2 separate regions of the Macaca mulatta genome follow, and region 1 is linked to region 2. The links are chromatin contacts, called in public Micro-C maps. All regions are on one chromosome and are shown on one strand. Each heading gives the region's core, a stretch centred on a gene start, on an enhancer-like site or on the middle of the called end of the contact. The rest is flanking DNA. Distances are from core to core; before and after follow the strand shown. Region 1 holds the start of SNX22 (sorting nexin 22). Region 2 holds the start of SNX1 (sorting nexin 1).

Region 1 (5,441 bases), core at 28-2,527, 56 kb after region 2:
TGGGAACAGAGGCCCTTTCCAGCACATGGCCTGAAAAGAGTTCTGGATCAAAATCCTGTCACATATCCAGGAAGAACCTGCCCAGAGGGGTGGACAAGAGCAACCCGGTGCCAACCCCCAGAGTCCTCTTCCCATCCACTGCCCTGTGCCCACTAATCCTAGTCATCCAGCACAAGCCCACAGTCAAGCTGCTACTCAATGCTTCTGTTAAGGGCCTAACACAAATCATCTCACTTTTTTTTAGACAGAGTCTTGCTGTCGCCCAGTCTGGAGTGCAATGGCTTGATCTCGTCTCACTGCAGCCTCTGCCTCTCAGGTTCAAGCGATTCTCCCGCCTCAGCCTCCTGAGTAGCTGGGATTACAGGCATGTGCCACCACACCCGGCTGATTTTTGTATTTTTAGTAGAGACACGGTTTCACCATGTTGGTCAGGCTGGTCTCGAACTCCTGACCTCAGGTGATCCGCCTGCCTTGGCCTCCCAAAGTGCTGGCATTACAGGCGTGAGCCACCGTGCCCCGCCAAATCATCTCACTTTATACACTCGCCTGAAGGAGTCACGTTATCCCTATTTTGCAGATGAGCAAAGGTCTACAGAGCTCCTGAAATCCAGGCTTTCTGACCCCCAAATCGGAGCTTAGGTCCCTAAACTGCCTCTTCCCCACAAACAGCCTGGAGACCCTTAGGGTTGGAAAATAGGAGTGAATGGATGGATGAAAACAATGAATGAATGTGTGTGTTGGGGGGCGTGGGGGTGTGCTGTGGATGCTGGAGAAGGGGGCATCAAAGCTGGATTGGGTTCAAGCCTTGCTCAGGTGTGGCCTCAGCCGGGGACTCCATATCACAATCCCAGGGAGCAGGCTTAAAGGAAGGAAAGGCTTGGGAAGGGACTGAGGAACACAATACAGGTCCCTGGTTGGCCCCAGGACCGGCGCTGAGGCCCGGGTCCCGCCTCCGGCCACGCCAGGAGCCACAGGCCGGTCCTTAGTTCATAGCAGGCGCTTAACTCAGGATGGGTGACATTTTTGCTCCCCAGTTCCTGGCATCAGTGAGGGCTCCGTCAATGTTTGACAAACGGGTGACTCCATTGCCCCGCGCTGCGGGCGCACTAGACCTCGGGGGCGGCGTCCGGGTCCCGCTTAATCTTCTAGGCTCAGGACCCGCCGCGCAAGGGAACGCCCGGGGCGGGGTCGCCTGGGGGCGGGGCCTGCGGGCCGAGGGGGCGGGGCCGGCCGCGCCGGGGTCCTCCGTCAGCTCCCGGAGAGTTAGGGCTCCGAGCCGAGCGCGCGGAGCGGCCGGGGCCGGGGCGCGGATGCTGGAAGTTCACATCCCGTCGGTGGGGCCTGAGGCCGAGGGGCCCAGGCAGAGCCCGGAGAAAGGCCACATGGTGAGCGCGGCCCCTGGATGGGGAGGGGCGCCGGTACCCGCAGGATTTGCCCGCGCTGCACTCAGTGGGGACCCGGAGCCCGGGCCCAGGTGAACAAACGCTGCGGGCTGGACCGTCGGGGGAAACCTTGTCGAGGGTTTGGGGGCCGCTTGGATTTGCCAGCCTCGCGGGCCGTGGTTCGAGCTCTTGAGGGACCCCAGGGCGCCGAGGGGAGGGTCCGCCAGCCCGTTCTTCCAGGTGTGCGGGAGCGAAGCGTCCCCGAGGAGCCGCGGTGCCGCAAGGCCGCTTTGTGCCTTTGAGCGCGGGAGGGTGGGCGCGTCGCCGGGCGCAGGTTCTGCTGTGTCCTCCCGCGGGGCCTCACGCGTACCCCCGCTGCCCGCCCGCGCCGCCAGGTGTTCCAAGTGGAGGTGCTGTGCAGCGGGCGCAGACACACGGTGCCGAGGCGCTACAGCGAGTTCCACGCGCTGCACAAGCGGGTGAGGCGACGCCGACCTCCCACCGGCCCCGGCCCCGGCCCCGGCCCCGGCCCCGGCCCCGGCCCAGCCTCCGTCCAGCCCCTGCCCAGGCCCTGTGAGGCCGGCGGGCGAGCTCCAGCCCCAGCCTCCGCCACCCCTATTACTGCCTCAGTCCCTGCGAGGCCGGTCAGCCCCCGGGCGTCTGTGGGTGGGTTGGAGCCTTCCTCGCCCTCCGCCTGTCCACCACTCACCAGGGTCTGTCCCAGGGTACAGTCCGAAGGCGGGGGCGCGGGAGGGTTTCCGGCTCGGGCGAAGAGGGCTTGAGGGCTCAGTCGGGATGCTGTGATTGCACGCGGTAAACCTCCAGTAGATCAAGAAGCTGTACAAAGTGCCCGACTTCCCCTCGAAACGCCTGCCCAACTGGAGGACCAGAGGGTTGGAACAGCGCCGGCAGGGCTTGGAGGCCTACATCCAGGTATGCGAGGGCACACTTGGTTGCCCCCCAGCCTGCTGTGCCAGGGGTGTGGCCCAGACAGAGAGGTGTGAGGGCATGGCAGGGAGTGAACCCACGACTTGGGGTTGTTATTCACCACCTCAAGCATCAATCTTCTGAAGAGTAATATAAGTCCAAACACCCACCTCTGGACTGTTGAAAGGACTGAATGAGGTAATGGACACAGGTAGTCCCAGCTCCATGAAAGCCAGGTCCTGTCCCCTCCAGAGTGAGGTCCTGTGCTGCCCTCCTGATGGGATGTAGGGTGAGGGTCCTTCCCCCAACAGCGAAGTTATGCCACATCATGGGGTACAACCTGTGCACACAGGGCCCAGCGCTCAGAAGGGCCCTGAGCCTGGTTCAATTGTCTTGAAATTCTTTTTTTGGAACAAAGAGCCCTGCGTTTTCATTGGCACTGTGCTATGCAAATTAGTAGCTGGGTCCGATTGCAAGTCTCCTCTGTCGTCTCCAGGGCATCCTGTACCTGAACCAGGAGGTGCCCAAGGAGTTACTGGAATTCCTGAGACTTCGGCACTTCCCCACAGATCCCAAGGCTAGCAACTGGGGGTAAGGGGGGCCGGTGGCGGGGGCCAGGGGCTGTCGGCAGTGAACAGGTGAGGAAAGGTGTTGGAGGGCAAGCCCTTTCGTCTCACATCTGCCGGGATCCAGCTTGACATGACCACCGTCACCAGCCTTCTTGACCTGGGTGGAGAGGCTTTTCTTTGGACAGCCTTGGTTACCCCAGCCACCTCCGGAACTGGGGCTTGTTACAAATAGAAGCAGTGGTCCCCTGGGAGGCGCAGTTCTGGGCTCTGGTGTCTCCACCCCTTCCTCACGCTCCCCTGGCATCCCCAGGCAGCTTACAGTGTTTCTCTTCTCTTCAGCGCCCTGGGGGAGTTCCTGCCTGGCGAGAGCAGGCAAGTCAAAGCCCTAGCCCGCGCCTGGCCCCTGCCGCCCCCTAGTGGCCATATGCTAGGAGGCGGGCCTGCTCCCTGGGCCTGTCTGGCCTGGGCCCTGAAGTCTGTTTTCCCTTTGGTGCCTCCTGAGCCCATTTCCCACTCATGTTTTCCTTCATGGGTCCCTGGTGATCTCAGCCCCGTCTCCACCCCTCTGTGGGATTCTGCCCTGCCTCCTGCACCCATGGTTTATGACCCTCTTTCCTCCCAGCTCCCAGCAGCACCAGCGGCCTGTCCTGAGCTTCCATATGGATCCCTATGTTTGCACCCCCTCCCCAGGTGAGGAGGTGCCTAGATACCGGGCTACAGGGGTAGGGTATTGGGCTTGGCATTTCTCAGCTCCTGGGACCGTCAGGCAGCATCACCTTCCTGCTGCCCACCTCTGGAGCCACTACCTCCTGCTCCTGTTCCCTGGAGCCTGCTTTGTAGACACAAGGAAAACAAGTTTGGCTTCCCTGGTGTCCATTTCCTCAGCAACCTGACTTCTTTACCAAGCTGATATGAACAGAATGTGACCTGGGAATGCTGAGGCTTCATTTGGGGTGGACAGCTGCTGTCTGCTACCTTGGCAAGGGCTCCTACACCCAAGTGGGGGCTGAGCCCATGAGCAGGAGCTCAAGGAGCTGCAGGCCTGAGGCCAGACCTGTTTAATTCTATCCCACAGAGCTGCTGCCCAATGTGGTGGTGAATGGTGTGCTCCAGGGCCTCTACAGCTTCAGCATCAGCCCAGATAAAGCCCAGCCAAAGGCGGCCTGTCACCCTGCTCCTCTGCCACCGATGCCCTGATCAGTCCAGAGGCCTTTGGCTGCCGCCTAAGAAAGTCATGTGCCTCTGTCCTATGAACTCCATATAAGGCTAGGTCCTCCCTTGGCCTGGACCCAGGACTTAACTACCCAGTGTCCAGTTGTGCTACATTCCCACTCAAGGCTCAGAACTTGGCTTGCATTGGTAGCTGGAGGTAGTAGAATCTGCATGCTCTTAGAGCCCAAGAACCAAGGCAGGGTCAAGAAGGTAAGTAATAAAGGAAGAAGTCAGCCAGGCGCGGTGGCTCACGCCGGTAATCCCAGCACTTTGGGGGCCAAGGTGGGTGGATCACCTGAGGTCAGGAGTTCGAGACCAGCCTGACCACCATGGAGAAACCCCGTCTCTACTAAAAATACAAGATTAGCCAGGCATTGTGGTGGTGCATGCCTATAATCCCAGCTACTCAGGAGGCTGAGGCAGGAGAATCGCTTGAACCCGGCAGGCAGAAGTCGTGGTGAGCCGAGATTGCGCCACTGCACTCCAGCCTGGACAAGAGCGAAACTCCGTCTCAAAAAATAAATAAATAAATAATAAAGGAAGAAGTCAGCTGGGTACAGAGGCTCATGCCTGTAATCCCAACACTTTGGGAGGCCAAGGCAGGAGGATGCTTGAGTCGGGAAGTTTCAGACAAGCCTGCACAACATAGTGAGACCTGTCTCTATGAAAAAAAAAAAAAGTCAATTTAGAGGTAGGCTATGAAAAAGTACAGGTATATTCCTTAACATAGACTGGAGGGTGGTGGCAAGGGGAGCAAACGTGGAGGCCCGGTAACTGGCAAAGTTTAGAAGCAGGGGGCAAAAGCTCCTGCCTGACTTTTCCTGGGTAGCTCCTGGGTCAAAGTTTCAGGCAGGATCCCAGGGAAGGGGCAGGCACAGCAGAGTCGCAGGCATGTTGGGATGTAGGCCTAGGGGAAGCGCTGCAGGCTCAAGAACCAGGCCCACACATTATATATATATAAAAAAAAAACCCACATTTTTTTTTATTCGTCAGTGTTGGTAGGAGTCTGTTACAAAACTGAGTCCATGGGCCTGTGGAATGTGAGGGGAATGGGTCCGCTCCACCAGATGCCAGCACTGGGGCCAGTGCAGCTCAGGGCCCTGTGGCAGACTACAGGGCCTGCACAGACGGTCACTCAAAGAAAGAGGTCCCTGGGTCCTACTCCTTGGCGATGGCAAAGGGCTTCTCCACCTCAATCTTGCCGCAGTCTGCGATGATCACATCCTTCAGGGGTTTATCCCGGCTGTCTGTCTTGGTGCTCTCCACCTTCCGCACCACCTCCTGGAAAAGAAAGGTGGAAGGAGGAGGGCACGGTGGGTCAGGAGGTCCACCGCTCAGGAGAAAGACCCCA
Region 2 (5,569 bases), core at 373-2,872:
CTTCTAATGGCCTCCAAAGACAACTTAGAACAGGAGAACTTTTCCTGTGTCTAATGTGTACAGTGGTGACATAATGGAGATCGTCATCCTTAAAAGTGTATCTTGGCCCGGCCCGGTGGCTCACGCCTGTAATCCCAGCACTTTGGGAGGCCGAGGCGGGCGGATCACCTGAGGCCAGGAGTTCGAGACCAGCCTGGCCAACATGGGCAAACCCCGTCTCTACTAAGAAATACAAAAATTAGCCAGGCGTGGTGGCAGGGACCTTAATCCCAGCTACTTGGAAGGCAGAGGCAGGAGAATCGTTTGAACTCGGGAGGCGGAGGTTGCAGTGAGCAGAGATCGAGCCATTGCACTCAAGCCTGGGGGAGAAAAGCGAGACTTCTCTCGAAGAAAAAAAAAAAAAAAGTGTATCTTAAGCCCTCTGGTGTTCGTGAGTGTAATGGATACCAGTAACAAAATCGATTTTATTTTATCCATCCATCCCTCCGATTAAATTTATAGGTACTAATTTGCTATAGGTGATCCATAGGCATGGAAGATACAAAGATAAAACGCTGCCCCTGCCTTCAAACAGCTCACATGACCTGTGAGGGAGTCCATCCCTGAATTTGCAGTTACAACCAAACTAACTAAACTTCTAGTCAAAGATGGTGACAAATGTCATCTCTATTGAGAAGACAGGATTATCTTGCAGAATTGTCCCATGCTAACATGCCCATTTATCTTTAAACTCCAGTCCTGTTTGTCTCGTTAATGTAGGCTTTAGGATCACCAGACAATGAATTGCTTAGGTCCCAGGGAAATTTTGATCAGGGTTTAATAATTTCCCTGCTGTCTATGCCACTCCACTTACTCCACAGCAATTGAGAGGATAATCCTAACATTTTTCCAGCCAAATCTAGGACACTGAGGTCTAACTTCCTCTGTGAGGCCTCCCGACTTCTCCAAGTAGAATTGATAATCTCTTTCCCTGTGCTCCCACAGCACACCATAGCATTGAACATGTTGAACTGTCGATTAAATAAATACCTTCCTTATTTCTGTATCTGAAACTCATAGCAAGATGCCAGGCATACAGTAGATGCTCAATATCTGTATTTCTTAATGAATTAACTGAATGTTGCTCAAGGAATAAGTGGTGAAGCTTTCTTCCAGTCTTGTTCAGATACCTCAATCGAAATATTTATTTTTGGGGGCGAGGAATCTAAGGCCAATTCGTGCTGACTTCTGTGAGGGCATTGTGCTTGGCATGGGTAGATGGCATGTAGAGGTTTTCAAACATTTTAGTTACACTCCTTCATTCAGACGAACTCTTAGAAGCCTGTTGGATAAAGCTATCCAGAGCACAAAGGGCCCTAGGAACCAGAGCAGCCCCTAACTCCTACTTTTCTGCCCCTTGGGCCCCACTCATTAATATCTCAGCATCGCGATCCAGGCCTCGGATTTGCCGGGCAGCCTCAGCTGGCCGGGTGCCGCCCCGCCCCCGGCGCCTAGGCCCCGCCCCTGCGCCTCCGCCCCTTGGATCCCACGGGTCCCTTGCGGCCCTCCCACTCCTCGCACCGTTGGATCGCTTTGCTCACGGCGCTATCTCTCGATAAAGTTGTTGTTGCGGCTTCCGCCGCGGGTGGAGGAAGATGGCGTCGGGTGGTGGTGGCTGTAGCGCTTCGGAGAGACTCCCTCCGCCTTTCCCCGGCCTGGAGCCGGAGTCCGAGGGGGCGGCCGGGGGGTCAGAACCCGAGGCTGGGGACAGCGACACCGAGGGGGAGGACATTTTCACCGGCGCCGCGGTGGTCGTGAGTTCGCATCCCTCGGGGTAGCAGGCGGGAGGGCACCCCGAAAGGGAAGAGAGGCTAAGCGAGAATCGGGGAGGTTGGGCAGAGTGGGCCTGGTGAGACCTTGCCTCGGTGTCAGCAGTCCGGGCCCGGGGACCCTGGATGTGCTCAGAGCGGTAGGCTTGGCTTCCCGGCCCCCAGGCGGGAAGAGTAAAGAATAAGGGTTGTGGTGCCTTCCGCGGCTAGGTCCCCAACAGCGGAGAGCCGCCGACGCCGTCCTTTGACCCTGCAGTATGGTGACTCCACGGATCCACGGGGTTATTTTGCAGGTCGTGTCCTGCCAAGGCTGATTTAGTAGGACCGAATAAGCAAATGGGATGCAAACCTTTCCCCGGTCTTATTGCTTCTAAGATGAATAGCGTTGTGTGGAGTAGCCTGGGGTGGTGACCCGCCCACCAATTCTTTCTTTAGCGCAGCATTTACTGATAATAACCAAAGGCCCTTTCTGGATCTTAGTTTACAAAAGTTATGTTGATTCATCTGATCTTCAGGAAAATAAGGCTAGAGGCTGGTGGAGAGAAGGCACTGCCAGATAAATCACTACATAGATCAGAAAGCTTTCTCCTTTTTAAAGGGATGCGTTCAAGTGCCCAAGTACCTACCTCACTGGAAGCAAATCTGAAATGTGAGGAGGAAATGGTGTTTCCCGTAATGTTGCCGGTAGGAGGCCCTTGAGTGTAAGTTGTCGAGGTTCTTGGCATTTTGAACAAATAATTGGACAAAACGCACAAAATAACAGAGGAATGAAACACAAACGAAGCAGCGAAAGCAGGAATTTATTAAAGCAAGAAAGCACCCCACAGGGTGGGAGTGGCCCGGAGCAGGGGGCTCAAGAGCCCACTTACAAAGTTTTCTGGGTTTTGAGTGCTCCTTTTGTGGTTCCTATGGGTTACCCCTTAGCTGGATGAAGGATTTGGTCTGTGGCTAAAGGCCGAGGTGAATTGGCGTCCTGTACAGATGAACGATGGTCCCTGCTTGGCCTGTGGCCAGTCTAAGGCACTCTCCCTTTCCATCTGAGATGTGGAAGGGGAGGGTTGCAGGGATAGTAGCCTTTGATCCTTTGCCACTCCAGCGTGGGGAGATGGGGTTTTTCCTTTTGGTTTAGCTTTAGGAAGTTGGCCTTAATTGGCCCTAGGTTCCCTGCCCCTAGACCCAGGGGGTTCCTTTTGGGAATTCAGCTTTGGGAAGTCAGCACGAATTGGCCTTAGATTCCTTGCCCCCAGACCTTGGTGTTTTCTCTTTTAGAAAGTTAACATAAATTGACCTCAGATTCCCTGCCCCCAAACCTTGGTGTTTTTCCTTGATTCAGCATGAATTGCCCTTAAGTTCCCTGCCTGCTGACCCTATTCTTCTGCCTCAATAATAAATATCCGGGTCTCTAATAAGAGTTAGGTATTGGAAAAAACTAATCTTTGTGATGTGGAAATCAGTAATCAGTTATTGGAACCAGTGGAGATGTTTTGGACTGTTTGATGAGAATATTTACTCATACCACTTGGTATAGGTTGTTCCAGGCTGTAAAATTCATTGCTGGGTCTGTGAATTTATCTATTTGGATGCTTCTCTTCATAGTACTCAATGTGTAACCAACGAAATAAAACAGCTGTAAATTCGTTATGCAACATGTGGTCTGAAAAAGTTTGAGGCTTTCCTCATTTATGTCAGATTTTCCCTGTCCTGTATTCAGAAATTGAGTCTGTAATCTCAGCTCATAAGGTGCTTGATAATTCTAATATAACAACTAAAACTGTCAAATGAAGTCTGTTATTCTGAGAAATAATAAATCTTTGTGACTGTCATAAAACAGGAAAAACTTTTTGTTTGTTTTTAGAGACATAGTCTCCCTGTATTGCCCAGGCTTGTCTTGAACTTTTGGGCTCAATGGATCCTCCCTTCCTCCTAAGTAGCTGGGATTGCAGGTGAATTCCTGAGAAATAATTCTTGCTGCTAATTTAGTCTTTCTGTTTGTTATTTAAAATAAATATTTAGTCTGTTCCTTTAGTAATTCTCCTATAAGTCATGGAAGACAGCTACTGTTGGCAACTGCTGGAATGATGTACAGACTGAGAATATGAAAACAGAAACTCTGACACTGAAAGTGATTGGTCACGTAGGCAAATGTTGATTTATTTTCCAAAAAGGAACCTGGAAGGGTGAGGAGTTACTTTCTAGAGTTACCTAAAGCAGTGGCCAGGTGCCGTGGCTCACACCTGTAATCCCAGCACTTTGGGAGGCCGAAGCAGGAGGATCACTTGAGGCTAGGAGTTTGAGACCAGCCTGGCCAACATGGCAAAACCTCGTCTCTACTAAAAATACAGATATTATCCGAGCATGGTGGCACGTGCCTGTAATCCCAGCTAGGGAGGCTGAGGCACAAGAATCACTTGAACCCGGGAGGCAGAGGTTGCAGTGAGCTGAGATTGTGCCACTGTGCTCTAGCCCAGGTGACAGAGCAAGACTCTGTCTCAAAAAAAAAAAAAAAGAAATTTATAAAATAAATGTAAGAGGCTTCAGTTTGATTCATCTTACCATACTTTATGGAGTTATCAATACCTCTTTTTTGTAAGACTGTAAAAATCCTTTGCCTAATTTCCAGCCAAAAGGGGGGTGAGGAGGTCAGAATGACCTTGTTCTATCGCAGAAAGCATAATTATTTTTATTTAGGTATGACCCAGGAAAATTGAGTTGCTAAAGAAACTAAAATGCCACCTGTAAGCCATTTTTCAAGCTGCCCATCCTGATGTTAATCTTCAGGATGCCAAGACCCCAAGATAACTCACTAGTTTAACTGTCTTGTTAAACAACCATAAAGAACAAATTGTAATCCAATAAATACTTTAGTTGTGAACCAAAGAAGATAGAGGATTGTAGCACTTGTGGTATTTTAAAGAACAACATTGAAGAACAAAGTAAGAGTGTGGGCTTTGAAGTCTGTTTTAAATCTAGGCTCTACGGCAGGCTAGCTTATCCCTGCACATGGTACTTAATTACTCTCTACAGTTTCCTCACCTGTAAAAAGTGAGTAATACTAGTATTCACCTCTACCACTATTGTGAAGATTAAATTTAAATGCCGTAAAGTGCTTAGAAGAGTTCCCTCCATAATAAACGTTTAAAGAGTGCTTACTTTTTGAGGGCATGAGATGTATTTGTTGGTGAGCATTTTGTAAACTAGAATTACTCAAAAAAACCCCACAACATCTAATAGTGGATTAGAAAAGTTAACCTTAAAAATGGGTAACACAGTTGATCAAAGTCAAAACTATTATTAACCTGGCATGGTGGCGTAAGTCTGTAGTCCCACCTACTTGTGAGGCTGAGGTGGGAGAATCACTTGAGCCCAGGAGCTTGAAGCTGTAGTGAGGCGGAATTGCACCACTGCACTCTAGCCTGGGCGAAAAAGTGAAGCCCCATCTCAAAACAACAACAAAACTGGTAACATTTATTTGATTAGCTAAAAGCCATCAAATAGACACTTAATGACTTCATTTTTCTGAGACGGAGTCTCACTCTTTTTGTTCAGGCTGAAGTGCAGTGGTGCAATCTCAGCTACCTCCTGGGTTCAAGCGATTCTCCTGCCTCAGCCTCCTGAGTAGCTGGGGTTACAGGCACGCACTACCATGCCTGGCCAATTTTTGTATTTTTAATAGAGACAGGGTTTTACCATGTTGGCCAGGCTGGTCAGGAACTCCTGACATCAAGGGATCTGCCCGCCTTGGCATCCCAAGTGCTGGGATT

The links. Hi-C and Micro-C count contacts between places; a contact is called where the count stands out from the background.
Region 1: a Micro-C map of CD4 T cells shows a contact between it and region 2, with 9 times the contacts expected there. The contact joins the promoter of SNX22 here to the promoter of SNX1 in region 2. A contact is called at or near these places in 6 of 14 Hi-C or Micro-C datasets (CD4 T cells, blood, cortical neurons and 3 more).

The regions. Positions count from the first base shown.
Region 1 is chr7:41,496,766-41,502,206 of T2T-MMU8v2.0, forward strand. It overlaps SNX22 (sorting nexin 22), which reads left to right and starts at 1,278. Exons shown (of 7, transcript NM_001257708.1): 1 at 1,278-1,385; 2 at 1,778-1,861; 3 at 2,211-2,315; 4 at 2,806-2,900; 5 at 3,218-3,250; 6 at 3,501-3,568; 7 at 3,954-4,389. The coding sequence starts at 1,311. The coding sequence ends at 4,075. PPIB (peptidylprolyl isomerase B) reads right to left here. Exons shown (of 5, transcript NM_001266312.1): 5 at 4,971-5,371. The coding sequence ends at 5,249.
Region 2 is chr7:41,440,684-41,446,252 of T2T-MMU8v2.0, forward strand. It overlaps SNX1 (sorting nexin 1), which reads left to right and starts at 1,623. Exons shown (of 15, transcript NM_001266850.1): 1 at 1,623-1,793. The coding sequence starts at 1,635.